Regions from separate parts of the Mus musculus genome. Here regions 2 and 3 are each linked to region 1. Evidence: chromatin contacts called from public Hi-C and promoter capture Hi-C data. All regions are on one chromosome and are shown on one strand. Each heading gives the region's core, a stretch centred on a gene start, on an enhancer-like site or on the middle of the called end of the contact. The rest is flanking DNA. Distances are from core to core; before and after follow the strand shown. Region 1 holds the start of Pkhd1 (polycystic kidney and hepatic disease 1). Region 2 has its middle 16 kb from the start of Tram2. Region 3 overlaps Paqr8 (progestin and adipoQ receptor family member VIII).

Region 1 (3,104 bases), core at 414-2,913:
AGCCCCCTTAGAGTTTTCATACAATTCTCAGATTAACAGGGGTGTGAGGGCAGCAAGCAGAGCAGAACTCCATAGCAGTGTGAAGTCCTCAGGACACGTGGTCCTTGGGGTCATGCTTCAACCGTGGCTCACCCGTGTGCCTGTGCTAGCCAGTGGGCTGCATTCCATGAGTTCCAAAGCCAGTTGTCATTCCCTCTGTATGGCCCTTGGCAGGAAAGAAAGTCTGTTAATGAAAGTCTCACATTAATGTTTTACCCTTAGGTTAGGCCCTGGGTGGAGTCAAGCTGCCTCAAAATCTGAGCCCATGATTCTGATGTATGATGTATGATTCTGGGTATGATGATGGGAAATCACACCCAGAGGGATTTGCTTTCCTTTCCTTTGTATCTTCATGAAGAGAAGAGGGCTGAAGAAAAGCAAGCAAGACAAGAGAGGAATCCCAGAGAGGAAAAGGGGGGCTTTTTCTCCAGGGAGGTTCTGGCAGTGCAATGTGAGGTGAAGCATCTCAAGAGTTGACCCTGGAAGACAAAAGCTTGCTCTAATCGCCTAATGAAGTTCTTCAGTGGAAAGTCATGCTGCTGTCCTGTCCACCTGGTGATCTGCCCTCTTTCTTTCAGAAATATGGATATAAGTTGTAGACAATATAATAATTTTTTTTCAAAGTAAGGAAAGGGGAAAAGCCCAAACCAAAAGAGGCCCCAGGCATTCTCAGTTTCAATACTTTGCTTTCATTGCCTAGGTCTATTTCAAATATATCCCTAATATAATCCACGTTATGGATGAGTCTACTCTATAGAAAGCACAGTGCAATCTATTTGGGTTTATAGAAGAATAAACATAGTATTTTTCCCCTACGTGATGTACACAGAGTTCTGGGAATAGCTTATATACGTCAGACACTATTGAGCAGCTCAACCCTGCTGAATCATTTAGCAAGGTACACTCGAGTTTTGATGACTGTGAACTGTATATTGCCAATACGGGAACTTAGTTATCTCTCAGAGTATATATAACCTTAGAGTCCTAATAGGAAATAGAAGGCATATTTGAGATAAAAAATTATTAAAGGGATTAGTTCTAGAAGGGCAGCCAAGATTTAGAAAAGGCATAAAGGGGTGGTATTAAAAACTTGCAAGCTAGCAATAGTATAAGCTGTTAGTAGCCTTGGCCTGAAGATGCACACAAAGGAAATATATCTGAACCTGCAGAAAAAGCAAGCACAAGACAGCAACAGTATTCCATGAAGGAAATGATCTACTCTAGTGACCTTTGAACCCCAGGCTGTGCCATATTTTTGAAACCAATAAGACATCAAGTGTAGTGGACCACCACTGAAAGCCCATAGCATAGGGTGCAGGATCAGGCAGAGAGCACTCATGGAGCATGTAAGTTCCTGCTGGGGTCTCTGCTCACTGGCTGTCTTTCTGGCACCTCCTTTCAGTTACTGAGTGCCCACTGGTCACACTGGCTAGACTATTTTTTTCTTTTCTTTTCTTTTTTTTTTTTTAATTCTTGTCTGAGACACATGCAGTAAGTGGAGAAAAATGTAAGCAGCCCTTTCTTTGGGTCTCTAAGTGGCTCGCGTTAATTATTAAACTTGCCCTGTGGTCATTTGTGAACTTTCACTCTGGTGCACGTTTAGCCAGGACACAAGCGAGTTAGGTGAGTTCCAGTCCAACAGGAAGTGAGCTACCTGCATCTTAGCTAGCTAGCTAGCTAGCTGCAGGCTGGCCTGTCACCGAATAACGCGGCTTCGTTTAGAAGGGGACGGTTTCTCTCATTTGAGGCACAAGGCTGACACAGCATCAGGTACTGTTTGATTCAGAAAAAGACTTCCTTTTCTAGCGCTGCATCTCCCACTGTCATTGCAGTAAGCAAAAGGAAGTGGGAGTGGGAGGTCCACAGTAAGAGCACGGAAACTTGTCTTTTAGGCTCCCAGAGGAGGGGATGCTGAGAGAAGAGGGATGCGGGAGGGGCAGAAGAAAGAGAACGCAGACAGGAAGAGGACTAAACTCAATGCACAGTGCACGTCTCTGTGGCTGAAACATTCCCCTTAAAAGAAACTGGACACTGTGTTGATCACCAGGAAGGATGAGCAGACTTGAATGAATCCCCACCCAGCAAAGTGACATTTATGGTTCATATGACTGTTTTGTTTTGGAGGAAAAAAAATAGGTATTTCTGAACTTCAAGTTTATTGGAGCTCATTGTGGGGTGCTTATTTCTGTTGTTCTAAGTGGGGTGTTATTATGCTTGCTCTAAGCATGGGGCCGGACATTAAGATGAATTATTATAAAATAGTATGCCCAGATTGGCCTGCACACCTGGCAGAACATGCAAGCTGGGTCCCGTGCCTTTGGGCTAGGTATGGAATCCTCGCTCCTGTTGTGCTTTTGTAGGACATGCACTTTTGAACGCTGGATGTTTGTAAATTGAATTCAATTACAAATAGACTGAAGGGTGTAGGAAATTTTACAAGGTAAAAGGACACCTGGTAACATCAACACTCCTTTCAAACCTCAAAAGACTCCACGCCTCCTCTTTGCTGGGGACTAAGGACAGACTTTTATTTCCCCTGGCTTCCAGTACAATGTTCAGCATCTATTGGGTATGTAATAAACTTTCCCAGTCCTGAACTAAATAGAAGTTATTATCTCTTTTGGGCCATCTTAAACAGGACACACCTGTATGATAAATTCACTACAATTGGGCAGGCAGACATTGCTAGACATTCTTGTCGTGAAACTACTGGGGCGTTCTGAAACGGTTGTAACTGCTACCACATTGAGTGTTTTTGTAGAAATTTACATTAACGTATATGTAATGATATGGACTTATTCATTACGGTTTTCAAACTTTCAGAGACCCTCAGAGCTAGAGTTTTAGGAATATTTGTCTATTCACTTCTGCCTGGTGTTAGAGAGGAACTCTCAGCCTTCATAGGGCCAGGCTATGTGAATTCTGTTTCCTTCAGCATGGAGAAAAAGCCATTTATTCTAGATCTGTAAAATCAGATGTGTGGTATTTAAAAATGTATCAAAGAATTAAGTCTTTGAATACTATATCAGGCCCTTATATTATGACCTGTATGGAAATGGATAACT
Region 2 (3,104 bases), core at 332-2,831, 480 kb before region 1:
CCATCTCCTGTGTGCTAAGGATGCACACACTCTTACGCGCAAATACATTGGATTCACATTTTTAATAATTTAAACAGAAAGACTGGATAGCTCAGCTGTTAAGAGCGTGTGATACCCAATCATGAGGATCAGAGTTCAGATCCCAGCACCCACATGACAAGCCAGAGCAGATGAACTGAAAATGAGTGTACAGACCCCAGTGATCTCTTTCCTCTTCACTCTGGGGCCCATGGGCATGGGTGTGCATGGGCACACACCCACACTCACATTAACACTCACATACACAAATAAGTAAATAAAATTAATTAGCTGTAAAAAGTACCCACGCTCATCACGTGTGTCTCATCGGAGGGTGCTCACTGCATCGGATCTGTGTGCTGGAAATCCTGCACTCTGCTGTGCTGTTTCTCGGATTTGCCTGACTCCGTGCACTGTCCTGCCCATTCTAGTAAGCTTGAAATTGGGAAGAAGGGGACCACTTCTTGTATAAGACCTGAATATGTGAACCAGGGTTTCTTTCTCCCTGCATGGACAATCATACTGCTGTCAGGAGGAGATAACAAAGATTCGTGCCTTGGATACTTACAGGGCAAGAAGAAAAACAAGTCTTTCGAGCCTTGGCTGGGCACAGTTTCCTGAAAAAAGGCTACAGATGAGGATAAAGGGACAGAGGAGAGGTAAGGGAAACTTGCTTAGGCGCCCTCCTACCGCAGGTGCTTAGGCACCCTCCTATCGCAGGTGCTAACCTCATCACCAGAAATAGTAACCTCTCAGTTTGTAACTGCTTGCAAATGAGGAATGGTGGTATCTCCCGATTGTGCACAATCACCCAAAGCTAACTTCTCACACTCAACAACCAGGCCATGACTCCATGGCACCCAGATCCCAGCTGTTATACAGTAATGAAGTTATACATTAATACAGTTATGCAGCTATCCAGTCATCTGGAGCCTGCCTCCTAAGAATCTATGTTGCCAAACTCAAGAAAAACACCTCAAGCCACAAATTTTACTTCATACTAATGGAATGAGATGCCTACTTGTCTTTCCAGATATGGACGCTACTACACCAGTGTCCTGCAAGATAGAACCAAGAAACTTTCTTCCCAACTGTTATAAAAAAGAACAGAACAGAACAAAACCAAAACAAACTAATCCTTCCGTTCTCTATCAGCCAGGTTCCTCTCTGGAAACCCATTCACTGTCTCCTTCCAGTGTATCTCAATAAGTTCTCTCTGTTTTCCCATGTTCTGGTTAATTCTTTTACTGCCTATTCATTACCAGCCTTACTTATGGGTTTCACAGACATTTACCGCCTCTCAAGACTTCCCCGTAATCCAGAGGTGAAGGCAGGAGAATCAGATTAGCCTCTGCTAGACTGTAAGTTCAAGATTAGTCTGAGCTATACGGGGAGCAAGAAGGGGAATGGCAGTGGTAAAGCCTTCAATGAAGACTCAGTGTGAAGATCTGAGGCTGCAGACAGAGCTAGTTTCCTTTTCAAAGACACGGCCTCACTCTGTAGCCTAGCCTGACCTCAAACTTGCCAGTCATCCTACTTTAGCTTCCTGGGGGTTAGCATGACAGATGTGAATCATCACATCTGGCTGGCTAAAGGCATTTCCAATTAAGGGACCAGAAAGACATAACAGCAGGAAGGAGCAGTGAGAGAACGGCTAGTGGCCCAGTATGCAGATGTGAAGATATATCAGGAACATCGAGTGAGCAGAGTAGATATGATGTAACCCAGGAGGGGAGGGAGTAATAGGAAGAGAAAACTGAGACTGAAGGGGACAGGGCTGAGGAAACTGAGGTGTTGCAAAGGCATCCAACAACCCAACTACTTGTGTCTGAGAGACAGCAAGCTCATGCATAATCATTCAATCTGGGGATAGAATGGACAGACAGTGTGATGGGTAGTGGGAGACCTGCTCATCCAAGGTTAGATCGAGCTATAACTGAAATTATAGGGCCTTCACTTAGCCATTAGAGAGGGAGCCAGAAGGAGGAACTAGGAATCTTAGGAAACTTTGGAATGATGATACAGGTGCTATAGTAGACTGAGGTAAAGCAGGCAACAGAAGACTATGTGGCTAATCAAGGAATTAATGGAATAGGCCAATAATGAAGGAATTGACTCTCTTCTAGGAGAAGGTCAGCTACAAGGACTAAAACATTTTGCTACTAAGCAAAGGCTATTTAAGTATCTCACAAGAGTCTGAAAATGATGGTTGGCTTGGGCCAGTGCTCAACCGTGGTCATCGGAGGGCCAAACTCTTCTGTTCTGATATGGTCAGTGCTGTTATTTGTATGTCAGTTTTCATTCCTGTGGCTGACTCCCTATAGTCATAAGACATCTGTCATAACTCATGTCATTTGAAGCAGAGCAGATATGCCTGAGGCAAACGCAAACATCTCTGTAATCAGAGAACGTTTTCCTCCATTCTTCAGCTGATTTCCCTTTACATACTGTGGTGGTATGAGCTTGCTTGACCCATGGGAAGTGGTACTATTAGGAGGTGTGGCCTTGTTGGAAGAAGTACATCACTGTGGGGATAGGCTTTGACGTCCTATGCTCAAGCCCCACCCAGTGTGGAGGAGAATCTGCTGCCTTGGATCAAGATGTAGAATTCTCAGTGGTTCCTCCAGAACCATGTCTGCCTGCATGCTGCCATGCTTTCCACCATGATGATAATGGACAACCTCCTAACCTGTAAGCCATCCCCAATTAAATGCTGTCCTTTATAAGAGTTGCCTTGGCCATTGTGTCTCTTCACAGTAATGAAACTTTAACTAAGACAAATACCATTAGCCAGAATGGTCCACACACTTTAGTAGATAGAATAATACTTTCAGAGGTGATCACACTCTAGCCTCATGCAAATTATTGTGGTTTCACTTTACCCAGAAGAAAACACTTTGGATTAAGGAGTGACCCGTGGCACAGCCAGGCTGTCCTACCATATGCCCTATCTAAGTATATCAGCCCAGCTGGGAGAGGACAATGACAACATTGTTACAATGTGCTACTGATTGCAACATTGCTACAATGTGCTTTGATTCTGAGATACAAGAGCTGCGAGGGAGAACTTGAGAGAGGCTGCTAAC
Region 3 (3,104 bases), core at 443-2,942, 310 kb before region 1:
GGGTTCTGCATCTAGAGTCCAGTGATTATAGATTTAAAATATCGCTGGACTGTGGTGGCACATCCATATCCCAACACTTGGGAGGCAGAGACAGGCAAATCTCTGTGAGTTCAAGGCCATCCTGGTCTACAGTGAGTTCTAGGACTGCCAGGGGTACACTGAAGACAGGGAAACTCTGTCTGGAGAAACCCAAACCACAAACAAAAAAATCTTAATCATATGCTAAATAGAGCATGTGTACCATGAATTCATTTAATATCAAAAATAAAAGTTATAAAATGTTATATAACATGTCTATGTCTTGTAAGGCTCCATGCTGAAAGTTTTACACTAAGAAACTCTTAAATTATTTAGAATAAAAATGTAAAATGAAGGCAAAACAGAAAAATTAAAGTAAAGTAAATGTTTTTAAAAGGATATCACAGGCTGGGTGTGGTGGCACACACCTGTATCTCAGATTCTTGGAGGCTGAAGCAGAAAGATCTTTGTGAACTTGAAGCCTGATCTAGATCATGAGTTTCTGGCCAACCAGGGCTACACAATGAGACCCAGTCTCAAGCAAGTAACAAACAAGTCACAGCACTAAACAAAGTACCTTTTAAAAGGATAAATGGATCACTGTTGTTCCCATTATTATTATATTTTATATGTATGGGTATTTTGCATACATATATGTCTGTGTACCACTTGTGCACCTAGTGCCCTTGGAGACCACAAGAGAGTATTGGATCTTCTGGAATTAAGGTTATAGGTAGTTGTAAGCTGTCATATATGTGCTGGGAACTGAACCTGGGTCCTTTGAAAGTACAGCCAGTGCTGTCAGCCATTGAGCCCTCTTTCAAGTCCCCAAACTTAAGGCTTGGCTTTGTTTATCTAGTTTAGACTGATGACAAATACATGAATACCTTTCCTTTTTAGTAAAGATAGAATGGCAAGTTTCCAGTGGTTGTTGTAATCCCCTAAAAACAGTTAAAATACAAGTCCCTGATGACATAGAGGAAAATCCAACTGGCTCCGTCCCATTGTAAACTCACACCTTGCTTGTGTGGTCCTGAGGATGTGTAAAGATTTCTCCTAGCCTGGAAACATCAGCTCTCTAGACTGAGATCACAGTCCCAGATGTCTCAGTTGTGATTCCAGTACCTGAGAGGCCAGAAGAAGGCATCAGGTTCTCCTGCAACAGGGGTTTTACAGGCCACTCTGTGGGTACGGGGAATTAAACCCAAGGGCCTCTGCAAAAGCAGCAAAGGTGCTCTTAACAACTGATTCATTGTGGCCAGATTTACAAAACTGATGCACTGAGACATTCCAACCTAAAGATGCTAGGAGAAAGAACGCCAACATAATACACATGTATGAAAATGCCATAATGAAACCTCCTACCGCATATAAATAATGCATGCTAACAAAAACGAAAGCAAAGCAGTTACTGAATTCTGCTACTAAGATTCCACGCAATCTCATAAAGCCTCTCCCAGATCAACAAAGAAGAAAATCAAGTAAACTCCATATTTGGGAAACTGAGATATCTTGGTATGAAAGACAGTTTAACTGTTAGCCACCAAGACACCCTCCAAAGCAATGGTGTTCCTTGATGCATTCCAAAAATTCCACACCACCGTACCACAAACTCGGACTTGCTGATTGCATGGCATGAAGCCAGTGAGGAAAAAAGTTCCAGCTGTCAGTATGGCTCTACTGCTAACCATGAGACTTGCTGTGAGCCACCATCCCTCCATGTCTCAGCATCCCAGTCCATATAAGCTCGGCTACAGTACATTTTAGAATTCACCCGGGCTATTTTGCTCATACTGAAATCATCAACAAACAGATTCTGTGACATTACCTCATGCCATTATGTGCAGGATGCACAGATGGCAAGAGGGTGGCCCTGCTGGTTGTTAGGCAAAGAACAGAAGAGCAAACACTCTCGATAGAGGTCAAAAGAAATGCTCCCAGAATCCCCAGGTCAGCCTTGCACATCACTGCATAACCACAGGGTCTGAGAAACAATGTCAGCTAACACAACAGCATGGGCTCAATTAGAACTGGAGCCTTGCCCCCCCCCAGCCCCCCAGGAAGCCTTGAAAACCGAGATAGAGCAAGTGCAGACTCGGATGCTTCAAGAACCTTCAGTCGTCTATCAAGCAAGAGACTGCTGGGCTCTTCCAGAGCTTTGTAACTTCTGCCAAGAATCATATCGTTGTTTATAATGTCATATTTTAAGGCTTAGTGTTACCAACCAAATACTATTATTAGCCGAGATAATTTTAACTTGGATTCACCAACAATCAGTGCACGTTTCCCTTATATTTGAGAAAACCCAACAAATAGTATCCTGACATCCAAAAATGGAAGACTAGACTGAATAAATTACAAGTCTATGCAATATTTATTACATCTCATTTCTGGAAATCCAGGAGGATTGTACGTCCCCGTTTCTTTTGCAGCATCCCTGCATTTTGAACAGTGAGTACAAGTACATCATGCAAGCCCAGAAGAGACTTGTTAGATAAGGGAAATGAAAGGCTTTACTACAAGGAAGAAATAAGAGTGTGTCCTATTTTTTGCAAACACAGAAGTGTAACACAGAAAACATACCTATGCATAGAATTAATGCAGCTTTGATATCAGCAAGTGCTGGGATTTCAGGAAATCTATTTTTCTTCTTAGGTAAATACAATCATTATGGGATGTCTCAACATTTACCTGTATAATTGGAAAACTAGGACTATTTCAATTTGGGAAACAAGAATGTTTGACATAAATATCTAAAGATTGGCAAGAATGAATACTAGCAATTGAAGTACCACCCTCCAAAAAGCACCTCGACATTTTAGTGGATATATACAGTTTGTCTGTGGGTTTTGAACTTGCCTGGTTAACATGCTAACGAGGCTGTTTGGAATAATCTGACCAAGCCTGGTTTGACAGAAACCAGCGGTAGGGAAAAAGAAGTGGTCTACTTATTACAGGACACTGGGGAGTCTTCTTAAGCGTTGTGTTGGATTTCTGGCTGGAGGAATGGGCATTAAGGTTTTGTTGTCTTTGTTTGAAGATGCTGTTTTAAAGTTGGTTTTATTTTATTTTGCCAATAAACCCGA

The links. Promoter capture Hi-C pulls out the DNA fragments that hold promoters and counts their contacts. Hi-C and Micro-C count contacts between places; a contact is called where the count stands out from the background.
Region 2: a contact with region 1 is called in a Hi-C map of adipose-derived mesenchymal stem cells, with 3 times the contacts expected there. The contact joins the enhancer-like site here to the promoter of Pkhd1 in region 1. A contact is called at or near these places in 1 of 39 promoter capture datasets (liver), 1 of 15 datasets of contacts at CTCF or cohesin (embryonic stem cells), 1 of 484 Hi-C or Micro-C datasets (adipose-derived mesenchymal stem cells) and 1 of 9 other capture datasets (embryonic stem cells).
Region 3: a promoter capture Hi-C map of neural stem cells shows a contact between it and region 1. The contact joins the enhancer-like site here to the promoter of Pkhd1 in region 1. A contact is called at or near these places in 6 of 39 promoter capture datasets (the 3T3-L1 cell line, embryonic stem cells, liver and 1 more), 8 of 484 Hi-C or Micro-C datasets (the C2C12 cell line, embryonic fibroblasts, embryonic stem cells and 1 more) and 2 of 9 other capture datasets (embryonic stem cells and liver).

Annotation. Positions count from the first base shown.
Region 1 is chr1:20,616,616-20,619,719 of GRCm38.p6, reverse strand. Pkhd1 (polycystic kidney and hepatic disease 1) reads left to right here and starts at 1,663. Exons shown (of 67, transcript NM_153179.3): 1 at 1,663-1,809.
Region 2 is chr1:21,093,473-21,096,576 of GRCm38.p6, reverse strand. No RefSeq gene overlaps it. Among named protein-coding and RNA genes, the nearest start is that of Tram2, 16 kb to the right of the region's middle. Within about 2 kb of position 1,581, at least 51 of the 459 cell types and tissues checked have an H3K27ac peak or open chromatin away from gene starts, as enhancers often do. A contact at or near this core is called in adipose-derived mesenchymal stem cells, where this site is marked.
Region 3 is chr1:20,921,864-20,924,967 of GRCm38.p6, reverse strand. The region is part of intron 1 of Paqr8 (progestin and adipoQ receptor family member VIII); the gene reads right to left. Among named protein-coding and RNA genes, the nearest start is that of Gm24171, 7.9 kb to the right of the region's middle. Within about 2 kb of position 1,692, at least 47 of the 459 cell types and tissues checked have an H3K27ac peak or open chromatin away from gene starts, as enhancers often do. A contact at or near this core is called in the C2C12 cell line and neural stem cells, where this site is marked.